2 separate regions of the Rattus norvegicus genome follow, and region 2 is linked to region 1. Evidence: chromatin contacts called from public Hi-C data. All regions are on one chromosome and are shown on one strand. The core of a region is the stretch at or near the end of the contact, and the rest is flanking DNA. Distances in the headings are between cores, read along the strand shown.

What was found. A called contact is a pair of places that touch in the nucleus more often than the background predicts.
Region 2: a Hi-C map of liver shows a contact between it and region 1, with 2.0 times the contacts expected there. The contact joins two enhancer-like sites. A contact is called at or near these places in 3 of 12 Hi-C or Micro-C datasets (kidney and liver).

What each region holds. Positions count from the first base shown.
Region 1 is chr11:45,808,595-45,815,859 of GRCr8, forward strand. No RefSeq gene overlaps it. Among named protein-coding and RNA genes, the nearest start is that of Mir802, 300 kb to the right of the region's middle. Within about 2 kb of position 4,472, at least 3 of the 93 cell types and tissues checked have an H3K27ac peak or open chromatin away from gene starts, as enhancers often do. A contact at or near this core is called in liver, where this site is marked.
Region 2 is chr11:45,882,494-45,889,755 of GRCr8, forward strand. No RefSeq gene overlaps it. Among named protein-coding and RNA genes, the nearest start is that of Mir802, 230 kb to the right of the region's middle. Within about 2 kb of position 4,343, at least 7 of the 93 cell types and tissues checked have an H3K27ac peak or open chromatin away from gene starts, as enhancers often do. A contact at or near this core is called in liver, where this site is marked.

The DNA of each region.
Region 1 (7,265 bases), core at 3,222-5,721:
GCTCCCTGTTCCTTAGGCTTCCAGACGCCTACGCTATCTCTAGTCATTAGAATTGGAGATGAGAGAGACAGGACTTGTGGTCCAGGAGCCAAAGTCTTTGAATCTAGATTCTTATCTGCATCTCAAATGTTTTATATTCTGTGCTGCTTGGTGGGGGCGCATAGAAAAAAAAATCAACCCAATTCTTACACAGTGGTCCCATGTCTGTGGCAACACAGCAGGACTCAGGGCTAGCAGTGTGCACATGCTCGAATTTCTCTGCTCCTGTGCCTCCAAGCAAGGTGTGTTTTAAGTAGGAAAGGGTGTGCAACAAGGAAGAATGAGTGGTCATGGTGGGCACAGCATGAGGGAATAGTTTGAACCAAGAGAAGATTTGCAGATCTGGTCTAACGGATGATCACTTCCTTCCCTGATTATCACCAGCAGCTCCCTCTTCACCTCCCCATCCCAGGAGTCTCCCAAGTAGATGAGCTCAGGGGGAAGAAGCCACCGCAGCATCAAAGGTACCCAGCATGTCTGATCAACAGGGACAGGGATGTGCAGAGTCTTCTTCTCCTCTCCTCCTGTCTCTCAGGCCCTCCATGCCTTCCTTTCAAGGTGGCTCTGAAACAACTGTGAGGCTCGGCGTATAACTTCAATGGCTTCATTTTGCGAAGGTTAAAACGGTTCTTGTAAAGGGCTGGTGCAGATACTGGAAAGCCGGTTGAAACAACTGGATACCAGATGGCAAAGGAGAGTGGTTTACGGGAAAGCCTTACAGAACAGGAGCTCGTTTACAAGAAGCAATTACACAAACAGCCCTGAAAAATCCACCGTCCCATAAGGATCGGCCCAGGATAGGAGCAGAGCGTGAGCTGTGTGTGTGTGTGTGTGTGTGTGTGTGTGTGTGTGTGTGTGTGTGTGTGTGTTGTGTGTGTGCATGTACTCCACCTGCTGCTTGTCAGCACCGTGACTGGCCACGGCCCCTTTCTCTGACCCCTCAAGAGACAGAGCTTAATTCTACAACAGAGATGTGTTCTCCTTAGAGATGCCCCAGGAAGAGAAATGTAGCAGTACAAAGTAACTATATAGCAGGCGTCGCCAAGGTCTGAGCCTGGGGAATGTGCCTTCCCCTTTGGCCGAAGGACCAGGAGAAATGTCTCTTTACAATTGAAACCTGCATGTATTCCGGCTCTCAGGTTGAGCATCGGCCTCCTGTACTCTCACATGTAGGCTCACCCACAGTTATGCCAAGACACATGCACACACAGGACACAGAACCCAAAAGCAAACTGGAAAGCCGGCACTGAGAACTATTAACCTGACTTGTTACTCTTTAACTCTAGATGGTCTGAGTTAACCTGGCTTCTTCCCTCCCCCACACTAAGTCCTCAGGTGTTCTTTTTAGCCACCCTGAGCCTATGCCCTCACCTTTGTGACAGCTGTATCATATGATTTCCCCACTTCATCTTTTCTTTGGGTACTCTTGGCAGCTCTTCCCATGCGGCTCCCTACCCAACTGCAATTGCACTCACTTCAACACACAGCCTGGGATGTGTGGTCATGTGTATCTTCACAGAGGTGTTCTATATGCTCCATAGGAGAGTCCACTCTGAGATGTGTGATAAATACACAGTAGGATAGGAAGGTAGGTAGTGCCCTGTCAAGGCAGGGAAAGAAACACTTTACAGGTAAATTGCGAGTGCCTCATAATCACAGCAACCATCCCTACAGCCTCCCATACCTGCTAGCACATTTTCATCCTAGAGAAATCAGGATTAGAACTCAGTGCACCAGAGTGATGCAGATGTCTGGGGTGGGGATCCCACAGAGCAAGGTCCAAAAGATGATGCTTCCAGGGCTCTAAAGACATACATTGAGCTGACCAGTCAGAGCCAGGTGGAAGATACCTGCACACAAGTGTCTGGCCTCCATATGCCAGTGGAATCCACCAACAGAATGGCTGCCTATCTATGCAATAGAATATTATTCACAAAAGAGGAAATCCAGGAATATTTCATGCTACAACACGGATGGTCCTAGGTCACAATGACAAGTGAAAGAAGCCAGGCATGAAAGGACCATGTTTCATAGGACTCAGCTCACATGAAGTGCCTACCGTACTCTTTAAGAGACTAGGAGAGGACAGATCAATAGTTGCCGGGAGCCAGGGAAGGGAGTGTGAGAAGTGAGGGCTCATGGGTTTGAAGTTGTTTAGGGAGTGACAAATGTGTTCCAGAATAAGATACTACATTAGGTATTAATTCTGCGATCACTACACGACTAATCCCAAGCGTTTTTAAACTGTGTGTATGACTGTGTGAAGAAGGTGTCAGATCCCCTGGGACAGGAATTATAGACAGCAGTGAGCTGCCATGTGGGTGCTGGGAATTGAACCCGTGTTCTCTGGAAGAGCAGCCAGTGCTCTTAACTTCTGAGCCATCTCTCCAGCCCTGATTCTAAACTTTTAAAGATCATATTTCAATTTCAGTGTACATATATATGTATGTGTGTATATATATATATATTCATATATGTGTGTATGAGTGTGTGCATGTGTGTACATGCATGTGTACATGCATTTTCAGGAGTCGTTTCTGTCCTGGGACGGAACTGAGATTGTCAAATGTGTGTGTGTGTGTGTGTGTGTGTGTGTGTGTGTGTGTGTGTGTGTGTGCATGTGTGGGGGTCACAGGACATTTTTAGGAGTTGTTTCTGTCCTTCTACCACCTAGGTCCCTGGGATGGAACTCTGATTGTCAGCCTTAGCAGCAAGCTCCTTTAGCCACAGAGCCATCCCTTTGGTCCAAATAACTAATTCTAATTAAATTTAAAAACATATTAAAAGCCACTACCATGTATACTTTAAAAGGACAAATCATCAGAATGTGAATTGTGTCCAAGTAAATCAAAAAGCATGTCTCTGGGCTTGTTGGGAGACCTAAGGCAATCAGACACTACCCAAGAAGCCTCACCTTCCTGACAGTATCCAATGAGCACAGCATTGGGTGAGCCAACTAAGGAAGTGAGCTGACTGAGGAGACACCTGTGAGAGCCTCTGATTGGTTACAATTTCTGCTTTGGCCTTGGGGAAACTGTGGGTGAAAGGGTGTCATGGATCCTATGATCCTATTCTGAAGTCACCCACAGTTCTCCTGGCTCTAGAGCTTCCTCACACTGGGGCAGGGCTCCGACTCCCCAGAGTGACTTTTGTAGCCCCTATCCTGAGCACTCAGGCCTGTGGCCCTGATGCCTTCCAAAAGCTGTGTCATTGGATGGCTTTTCCCCCCTAACATCTGGACCTTCCTTTGTGGGCTCTCTCCTCTCACAGGCCCACAGAGGAGTCTACTTCCTATCCTTTCAAGCTGGTTAGAACCATGTGGCTAGTTCCTGCCAAACATTTCCAACTGGAGTTTTCTGACCTACAATTAATGATTTGTTTCAGTATTTCAGTACAGAGATCGTGCCTTAACATTCTGAAGGCCCAAGATCAGAGCAACCTGGATGCCTAGGTCAAGACACAAAGGACAATTCCCTGAAGAATCTTCCAAAGCCTTGGAGATAATTTACCTATGTGTGGTCAAGCCACCTGGCTGAAGATATGCTTGTTACACAGCGTAGCCAGCCCTACTGACTAATACATCTACTAAGGAAACAGCTTCCAGGCTGCGTTGGGGGGGGGGAGGGTAAAGGGGGGAAGACTGCATAGAGCCTTTTCTAGACTGTTCTGGCAGGAAAGCAAGTCTGAAAGGACAGCGATACTCTGTCTAAATGATAGCCTATTAATGGAGGAGGAAAAGGCAGGAGACTAGATTGATTATACTTCATATCAAATCTGCTTACGTTGTGTAAGCAATCAGTCGCCCATAGAAGCGAAACTGATGTTTTCATCATCAGATGTTGAACATTCAATGCATGTTCCTGGCATAATTAAGGAGCTTCTTGGACTGAGTAACTCCTTACCCTGAAGGTTTTTGTTTATAGGCTTTAAGCTTGCATATGTTACTGTATTGATTGTGAGTGTGTGTGTGTGTGTGTGTGTGTGTGTGTGTGTGTGTGTGTGTGTGTTATTTGTATATGTGTGCCCATGTGTCTGCAGGAGTGCCTGCTTGAGCATCATTCTCCTATGACGGCTGGAAGTTGACTCAGGACACCTCTACTCCACCACTCCCCATGTTAATTTTGAGACAGTCTGTCACTGAACTTGACTCTCATCCATTTGACTAGACAGACCGGTTGCTGTGTTCTAAGGACCCCATCTATGTCTCCTATGCTAGGATCTCAGACACCATTCAGATGGGCTTTTATATGGGTGTAGGGATCTGAACCCAGGTCCTTCTGTGCCCTCTAGGGAAGGCAAACTCAGGCCCTGATGGAGCAAGCTCCAGGCCCCTGAAAGTTTTTGCTTCTGAGCTTTGGGCCTTTAACAGTTTGAGTTTGAGGCATGCTACTCAAAAATAGCGTCTACCGCTGACGGAAGGCATGACCTTGGATGACCATTTATTTAGGTACCAGTGGGGCCAAGCTGTCCTGTGTCCTTTTAGGCCACAGTCCACATCGATTCCAGTCAACAGCCTGTTTTAAGAAAAACTTAGGCAAGAATTAAGAGAAAATCTGCTTTCCCTTGAGTAAACATGATAACCGACCGCTCCAGTGGGTAAATAATGCATTTTCTAAAAGCCTTTACAAATGGGTCCTTCTCCAGCAAGCTGCTTTTATAAACTCCCGTTCTTCCTAAGACCCACGTCCTTATGAAACACCACGGCTCAAAAAGGACAGACAACCCTACGGCCCTGGGGATTCTCTTTCTTCTGGATCTTTCCCACTTTCTTTCAACAAAGAAATGTATTTTCCTCTCTTCAGTAAGAGAAAAAAACAATCTTTCTTGAAATATGATCCCCTCCGATAAATAATGTCAGTAAAAGTAAGTGGGAAGTGGGGGGAGAGCGCGGGCCCTCGGTGAGGGGCACAGCACTTTTCTAATTGGAAAATGCTAAAAGGGAGTTTTCCTTGGAGGCCTCCCATCTGACTTCAGACCAAACAAAACAGTGATCTGCCTGTGAGAGCTGAGGTCTTCATTCTTCTTGTTAAAGGGAAATGAGCAGAAGATGAAAAGATGGAGGTCTGAAACTATGCGCACAGCATCATGGGAGTGGGCGTGTCCTCTGCAGGGGTGGAAGGTAGTGGCCCCCTGCAGGTATTCAGAAGGTAACCTCACCTACTCAACCCTATAGGGTGCCAAGCCTCCCACTTAGAGGTCCTGGTGAAACACCCAGCAACCTCCAACCCCTGTTTTTCTTCTTTCTGCTTGTGTTGAAAACCTTCAGCTTTTCTATGCTAAAAGGTTGCTTTCTGAGCTCTTCAAGTTCCGGGGTTTAAGTAAGCACCTGCTGCAGGATGCTTTGCTGATGGGTTTAAAAGCCAAGCCATCTGTAGCTCAGGGCCTACTGGCTCTCAAGGTTCTGTTATGAGCTCCATCAGCAAAATCAGACACTGCTGTCTCTTTAAACGTCTTTCTCTTCCTGAACGAAGGGCAGCCATTCTACAGGGTTTAGTCAGTATTAAAGAATACATACGCAACTCTATGTAACAACAATTGATGAGGAAAGAGGTCATGAATTTGAAAGTGGACAAGGAGGAGTAAAGGGGAAGAGTTGGAGGGAGGACAGGTAAGGGGGAAATAGAGCAAAAGAAACGAGGTAGTAGTTAAAGAAAACTACTAACTTTTTGTTGGTTGTGATGATTCTTGTGTGACTATGTATGATTAACTATTTCCTTTACATGTTAAGGTGTGTGTATATGCATGTGTCTCTATGCAAGTTTGTGCATGAGCACAATCACCCACAGAGACCAGAAGAGGGTGACTGATCCCCTTGGGCTGAAGTTTCAGGCAGTTATGAGCAGCAACGAGGGTGCCAGAGAAGGAACTCGAGGCCTCTGTAGATCAGAAGCTCTTAACTTTAAACCATGAAAGGTCTGACTGATGAACCAAGTCAGGGGGACCTTCTGAGCTCTCTGCACCTGGTCACTCAGATCCTCAGTCGCCAATCGGCACTGGAGTCATCTTGCATCGAAGCAATGGCTCTTGGGTGGAATGTTGTCCCTGGCAGGAGAACGTTGGCCGTGTCTAGGAAACTCAGTTGCCACAGATTGAGGACAGAATATGCTCTGGGCTCCTTGTGTGTAGAGAGCAGAAATGCAACAAAATATTCTAAGTGCACAGCATGGGGAACCCTGCAGGAAGAGGGTGTAGTACTAAGGTGAGAAGGCGTACGTTAGAGGCAACCCACAGTCAGGAAGGTTCTGGAATCAGTCAGCCAAACTCAGCTATGAAAGCCAGACATTCCTGACAGGAAACATCTCTGTCCTATCCCTTTGACCGTATGTGATTTATAGAGAGCTGTTTCCAACCCGGGACGTTATTATGAAATTCTGAACTACTGTGAGTGGGACAGGGCCTTTCCTGTATGTATGGGCATGTGCCAGCAACCGTCTTTAACTCCTTTCTAAGGGGGTCTCAGGACATGTCTCTCCCTTTCTGCCCACAGACTGGACAATGGTTATCTTCCTCACATACCAAACTCCAGACCACAAGTCAGTCATCAGAGTCAGAGAACTGCCTTCACCTACACAGAATGCTGCAGACCGTGGGGAAGAGGACATGGAAGGAATTCATAGCTGCTAACAGCCTGAGCCTTCCTGTTCAGTCACAAAACATTACAAGGGCAGAACAAAAAAACCTCTGCACAGATTTCCTCACTCTTGGTGAACAGGGCTGTCTCTAAGGGAGAGTGACCAATCCAGTGCTCGCCATGCACTTGGACAGCAGCCTAGAATGTCTCTCAAAAGATCTTAAGCATTTAATAGTGTCTCCATCAAGCCCATATCAGGCATCCCAGTTACAAAGATGGAGGGACCTGTGCTCTCAGGGGTAGACTTAGTCATCAGCAAGAGTTTCCATAAAACTGTCATCTTCTCCTTTTTAAAAATGTGTGTGTGTGTGCATGTGTGTGCACATGTATGTATATGTATGTGTATCTGTGTATGAATATGTGTGCATGTGTGTGTGTTCATGACTGTGCATGAGTGTGTATACATGTGTGTGCATGTGTATGTGTGTGCATCAATGTGTGTGTGCTCATGTGTTTGTATATATGTGAAGGTACATGTGTGTGCATGTGTGTATATGCATGTTTGTGTGTGCACAAATACATTCATGTACACATGTACGCTCATGTTTCTAGGTGTTGAAAGAGGGCATCAGACCCTTGGAAAAGGATGTCTGGG
Region 2 (7,262 bases), core at 3,093-5,592, 74 kb after region 1:
AGCAGATGAAGAAATAAAGGGATAGGAATTCCTGGGCCAAGTTGGTGTCATTCAAGCAAGAAGAAACATCGTCTGAGAGACAAGTACTGTGAGTGAGGTATGGAGCAGCGACGCACTAGTGTCTGGTACCTTTCCTGTGGGAGGAGAGCAAGGAAGAACAAACATGGAAAATGGAATTTTTTTTTTTTACCAAAACCACAACAACCAACCAACACAAAATGGGGTGGGGGTGGGGGTGGGGAGAAACATCAGGAAACAATAATGTTGAATTACCTCCCAGGGGAAGAGATGAGAAAGTAAGAGAATATTTTTATAAGTAAACCTCTGTTATATTTTAATTTTGAAAGACATGTTGATGGATTCTCATATTCAAAAATAAAAACAGAAGCAGTAAAAATAGGGGAGAGGGAAGACAGAAATATTAATGCCAGAAACAAAGAGGAGACAAATGAAAATAATTCTATCTGAAATGGGTGTCAGGCTATGGTAAAAGAAGTAGAGAAGGGTAGAGATATGAAAGAGACAACAGTGGCAAGAAAGGCGAAAAGGGGAGGAAGCGCAAGGTGGGGAGGGGAACGGAAGTAACTGATGTTCAGGGGTCTGATGGGAGCGGAAGTCACTGATGTTCAGGGGTCGGATGGGAGCGGAAGTCACTGATGTTCAGGGGTCGGATGGGAGCGGAAGTCACTGATGTTCAGGGGTCGGATGGGAGCGGAAGTCACTGATGTTCAGGGGTCTGATAGGAACGGAAGTAACTCATGATTAAGGGTCTGACTGCAGACCTCCTCGTATGGGAAGAACTGAATAGGCTAATTTCTTGCAGTGAGTGTAGATAAGGACGCTATATGACTGAATCTAGAAAGACTGAGTAAAAGTGCAGCGACTGTTACTGATGGGAGCCAGAGTTCTCACTGTGGAAAATGCCACACAAATATGTCATGGAGGGAAATAAGCTAGAACTCTGTAGAGGTGAACTCAAGTTTCTAAAATATGTATGCTGACATAGGAATGTATGTGTGCCTCTTTGCTAGTATACCACACACACATATACAACACCCACATAACACACACATATACACATAAACACATATACACCCATGTATGTACAACATACACACACACACACACACACACCACAGGTACATACACATATAAACACACATACATGCACACACATACACATACACACATATACACATACACACATATACACATACAGACATATACACCCATGTATGTACAACACACACACAAATACACCACAGATACATACACATATAAACATACACACACACACACACACACACACACACACAATTTGTCTACTAAATGAGCAAAGAAAAGAAACAGTCATTTTATCAGCAGCAATCCTACCAAGTACAGTTAGGCTCATCCTTGCTCGTCAACTGTACTCTGGAAATAATGAATGGAAAATTCTGGAAATACATAATTCACATCAAAGGCTACTTAGAATAGCCTAATGAAATTTTGTATTACCGTGTCCTGTCCCATCAGTGAATGAGCATTCCATAATTCAGGGAGTCCACACTCTGCAAGCTGCCTGCCCCGTGGTCCTTTAGTAGCTGTCTTGACTGGAAGGTCAGCTGTGTGCTTGGGATTTGATATTAGCTACAATCTTTTGTCATTCATTAGAGATCTTGAAATATATCGTTCAGGGACACAGAGGAATTACTGGGGACACAGAGGGATCACTATATTCAGATCTTGATTTTAGAACTATTCTCCATTCAGGGGGAATCAAGAGTCTATAGAGAAAATCAACCAGGGTTGAGGAGTGATGGAGACACAATGGCTACCAAAAAAAAAAAAGTGCTCAAACTAAATGAGAGTTTATCAGAGGGACACTCACCAGAGCTCCTGTTGCCAGATGGAGACAGTGTGAATACGAAAATAACAAAGTGAAAAACAGTAAGTGAGACTTCATGAGCAGATGGGGAGGGATGGAGCCCTGGTCAAACACTAAGGTCTTAGAAGTGACAGGAGGCGTGGAAGTCAAGTCGGAAAATAAAAACAAAACAAAACAAAACAAAACCTGTAGTTTTACAATTCTAACTCAGACCACTTCAGGAAAAATCTCTAGCAGATACTAAATACAAGAGGTTTCTGGATATCAAGGTATTTACATGACCTTAAAATGTAAAACAGATTGAAAATTATTATCAAGATCACCTTAATTAGATAATCAATGTCAATATCAACAGATAAGGTCGTAGAGTGTTTCCAGATATAGGACCCAGGGAGGGACACGCACATCCACATGTAGTATGTCTGCACAGAGTGTATACCTGAAGCTATTTGCAAGAGAAATCAATGAAGTCCAATTGTCAAATTAAAGCTCCGTGTGTGTGTGTGTGTGTGTGTGTGTGTGTGTGTGTGTGTGTGTTGACTTAAAAACCTGTTTCAGAGGAAATAGAGGAGAGCTAAAGAGACGGCGTGTGGAGGGAAGTGCTCTCACAGTGGCTCAACAGACAGAATGAAACAGAAATGAGAGATTAGATAAAACATGATATCAATGTTAACGTTACTGAGGGTTCTAATCACACTTTAGTTATGTAAAAGAATGTCCAAAGGAGGATTCAGGCAAAAAGGGCCATGAGATACAAAACCAGGAAAAGTGATGCACACATATGTGTGTTCATGTGTGTTGAGGGTGCGTTTGTTTGTTTGTGTATGTCTGTGTGCTTGTTTGTGTGTGTGTGTGTGTGTTTCTGTGTTTCCATGTGTGAGTGTGTCTGTGTGAAACAAAGGGAAAGTACAAAAATAAACAAATGGTAACAGCGAGCTGATGCTCTTCTGTAACTTGTCTTTAATCTCAAATACTCAAGAAGTTGGGAATTGATATCTGTATTAACTGGATCTGTAGATCCAATGGGACAGCACAGCAGATAATGCTTGGAAGTTCCCTGATAGACACACACACACATGCACACACACACACACACACACACACACACACACACACGGGTATACACCCACAGGCACACACAAACACAGGCCCACACACAGAGAGACACACACATGTGCACAGGCCTACACAGAGAGAGAGACACACACACATGCACACACACGCACACCCACAGTCCCCCAACACATGCATGCAGCACACATACACACTCACACACACATACACATTCATGCACAGCCCTCCACATGCATATGCACCATGCACATGCACACACACTCTCACACACACATGCACACACACATATACTTTCGCACACATTTCTAATGTTGCAGACTGGTTAGTCCTCTAGAGGTTTGACTTCTCAGTGTCCCTTTTTGGTGGCCCCCTGAGACTCTCCAAGGATCTTTGGAGATCCTGCCTGTCCTCAGCTCCCTGGTATAGGGTCTGTAGTGGCCTGGGAGTCTCCATTTGGCTGCACGTGTGCCTGTGATTGTACACACCACTTCATATTGCACTGTCTCTGTCACCCCCCCTCCCCCACCCTCACCTGTGACCATCATGTCCTGTTCCTTCACAGACTGCCTGAGCCCCAAGGGCAGCAGCTGCCCTGTCCACATCTGCCAGGGCATTGCAACCTCGGATTCCTTTCTCCTCTACATCATTCTCCCCTCCAGCCTACTGTCTGGTAGGGCTGTCAATGTCTTCTCCTCTTCACTTCTGATCCCAGCCACCCTCGAATAAAGTCTGAGCTTTCCTCTACTTCCACACCTAACTCTATAGATAAATGGACCCCAGCCGAGGCCCTGTTATCCCTCTGGGCGTTTCTGTGGTCTCAAGATGCCTGCAGTGTTCTTCTTTCTTGCTTTTGCTTCTCCCTTCCTCCCTCCCTCCCCATCTCCTTCCCCATCTCCATCTCTGTGTGTTTCAGAGATATATTACCCTAGTCTCATCTCAGCGATACCCTGGCATCAGCCTAGGCATCTGTCAGCAGGAGATAAGGACGATTTCACAATGAGGATGGTCAGCCACTCTGGCAATCTTTCGCCCTCACTGCCTTCTGGGGCCTCCCAGATAAAGGGTGTTCTGCTATGTGAAGCAACCGCGGTATCTTCCCCCCCCCCCCCCCCAGATAGCTCACAGCCATGGTCCCCAAAGCATTCATTTAGGCACTGATGATATTTTCATTATTCGAAGCCTTCTTTTCATTACGCAGTGATGCCATTTAATTTTTATGTCCGTCTCTATGTTTGAGCTTAATCCTAATATACGAGGTTATTCAAATAATTAGCACAGCGACCGCTTGAAAGCGAGTGAGCTCAGTCTACCTTGCAGACACAAGCGAGCCTCGCACCATGTGTGGTGCCTCTTGGCTGCAGCTCTGGCGCAGTCCGTGTTGCAATGAACACGTTCACAGCCAAAACAAACCAAGGCAGGGTCAAGAGGCTGCCTGGGAGAGAGGGAAGAGGAGGGTTTTGTCCGGGTTTCTACTGTGAAAACACAACGGTAAAGGCTCCTCTCTGAAAACTGAAGGGAAGCACACAGCAGCCTAGCCAGACCCCATCCTTAGCAACCGCCTCTTCCGAGCTGTCCGGAGAGGGTGACTACACAAAATGTCTGTGCCAGCCCATCGCTTCATGTCAGAAGGCCCGGCCCTCCGTTAGGGGGGTGTTTAGCCTGTGTTAGGCAGGTTAAAACTGAGGCACAAGGAATTAGGTGAAGTGACTGTGCTCACAGGACGATGAATGAAAGGACCGGAGGTGAACCCTAGCTGGCTAGGCCCAGACTCAACGCTCACATCTGTGTAATAATTCACCCGAAAAACAGGGAGGGTTCAGCAGCAAACGTGCAAGCTGCTGCAAGTGTCTGTGCACCCCAGAGAGGCCCTTAAACCAGGAGTCTAAGAGAAGCATTATGGATGAAGAGGCCTACACAGAGTGCCTGCACCACGGCAGGCCTAAGAACATGATGGACTTAAAACAGTGGCTGGGGCTCTCTTTTGCTCTGCGAAATAGTTGGACAATCCTGTCTCTCAAAAGGAACTTTGTACCACTGCACTAGACAACATGTTATTCTAATTTGCAAAAATGACTTAACTACGAGTTTATCTGGTGCCGGTTTATGTGCCAAGCAGTGTGCAAGGAGAACTGGAAAACTCGATGCACACTTTGCATTCGACAGAGGCCTTACTTGCTGAGCAGAGCAGGCAGGACCTGAAGACAAAAGGTAACTATGGCTGGTTCAAACGCATGTCACATTTTGCAAGGTTAAGAGCTTAAAAGAAATAGGCAGCCTCCCGGAGAGAGACCATCCAATAGGCAGCCTCCCGGAGAGAGACCGTCCAATAGGCAGCCTCCCGGAGAGAGACAGTCCAATAGGCAGCCTCCCGGAGAGAGACCGTCCAATAGGCAGCCTTCCGGAGAGAGGCCGTCCAATAGGCAGCCTCCTAGAGAAAGACCGGTCAAGGCAGCCTTACAAAGCCTAGCTGCTTTGGCTGAAGGGTCTGCCTGGCCCAAATGCTTCCTTTCAGCTTTGGTGTTTAGCTTGGTGAAGGGAGGCTATCACTGATACAGAAATCATGCTAATAAGAAGGGCATGCTGCGTCCTCATGGCCTGTGCGTGGATTTGATGCTTAGAAGATGCTAGGTTAATTTGGTTAACAATCCCCGAACAAATCACCCGGTGGAGGGTTTGCATTCTGGGCATCTGTCCCCAGCTGAGGATAGTGAGGACCACTCTTCCACCCCCTCAGACCTGCCACCACCTCTCACACCAACTCTCATGGGAGACCCGAAAACAACACAAAGTAACTCAGGCTTCAGATGACATCCGGTGCCCCAGAAGCCGGCATAGCTTTGCCTCTGTGGAGTCCAGACCCGATTTTGCAAGCTTCGGTGCCACAAAATAGCTCTTCCATACCCTGTTCATCCGTCAGGCATTTTTTGATAAGAAATTGAAATAGTAAGTTGATTTGTCACAATAGTGATATTTTACGTGAACTCAGTGTAGTGAATTTCAAACTCTTAAACAGAGTAGGGGGCCTTAATGGAGCTTACAGAAACACCTTAGATAAAGTCCTTTGTAGACTAATAAAGAATTGTGACCTTTAGACTCTAAAAGTACACAAGAAATCAAATTTAAAAGTCATTTTAATTCATTCCGAAGGCCATCAGAAATGTCTAACAAAAATCATCACCTACAGTTATATACGTTCTATTCTCTATATAATGAGATTACTGTAGACTTCTAGGATATAAAGTGTCAAACCACCAACAATTTTGGAAAATATATTAAGCTTCCTTATGTTGTAAATGACAGTGCTAAATGCAATTTGCAAAGCTAAAATCATATCAAAACTGCAAGTGGCAATATTTCATCAAAATACATTTTTCTTTCTTTCTTAAAAGCAGAGGGATCCATCTGACCTCAGTTTATGTTTGAAGCTTTGCATGGTCATTATGAAAATAAACTATGAACTGTACTGGTTTCAGTGCCAACATACTGTCTCCCAGGATCACAAAATGAAATTTGTGTAAGTTAAATAAATTACAGGAATATTCTGTTTTAGAAAACACACACACACACACACACACACACACACACACACTATCATTGCTCTGCTGAAAGTTTTGCCAATTCGCTGATAGTGAAGGAGAAGTGACGTTATATATGGTTTGGGAAAAGTAAAAACGTGATGGTATTGACACAAACTTAAAATAGCCCCAAGTACCCACATATCTGCAGTCCGCACACTGCCTGATTTCCCCTCGGAGAAAGCCCTGGAGATCATGGCCATTTTGAAAGGCTCTAGAGTGACCAGAGCATTGCTTCACTTCAGAGTACCACACAAAACACTATCTATGAATTCCAATAAGTATGGTCTCTGAAGATGACTCCTCCAAGCTGCAGAACTCTTTATGGAGATTTTAGCCGGGATGATGGCATTCTTAAGTAATCTCGCCCCCAAGCAGTTCATTTTCAAGAATACACTTACATCACTAATTGTTCTCACTCAGAAAGCCATTTAATGCTCTGAGGTGCTCCGGCCCCTCCCCATTCCCCCTGCCTTTCAAAGTCTAGTTTGTCTTCTCACAGAAGGCTGTGCATGCTGCACCAGCCGTCAGAGGCAGCCCTGCTGCTCTTGTCCAAACAGGAACAGAGAGCCAGGAAGCAGCAAATGACTTCTTACCGAAGGAGACACATCACAGCGCAGTTCTAAAGGGGAAAATAGAGCACGTCAAGAACCAATGACTGATTGTGCAGGGCAGACATAATAAGTAGCAAGCTACTGGACAGACTCAGGAATCACAGGGCAGAAAGGAGTCCATCCTAAGGGGAA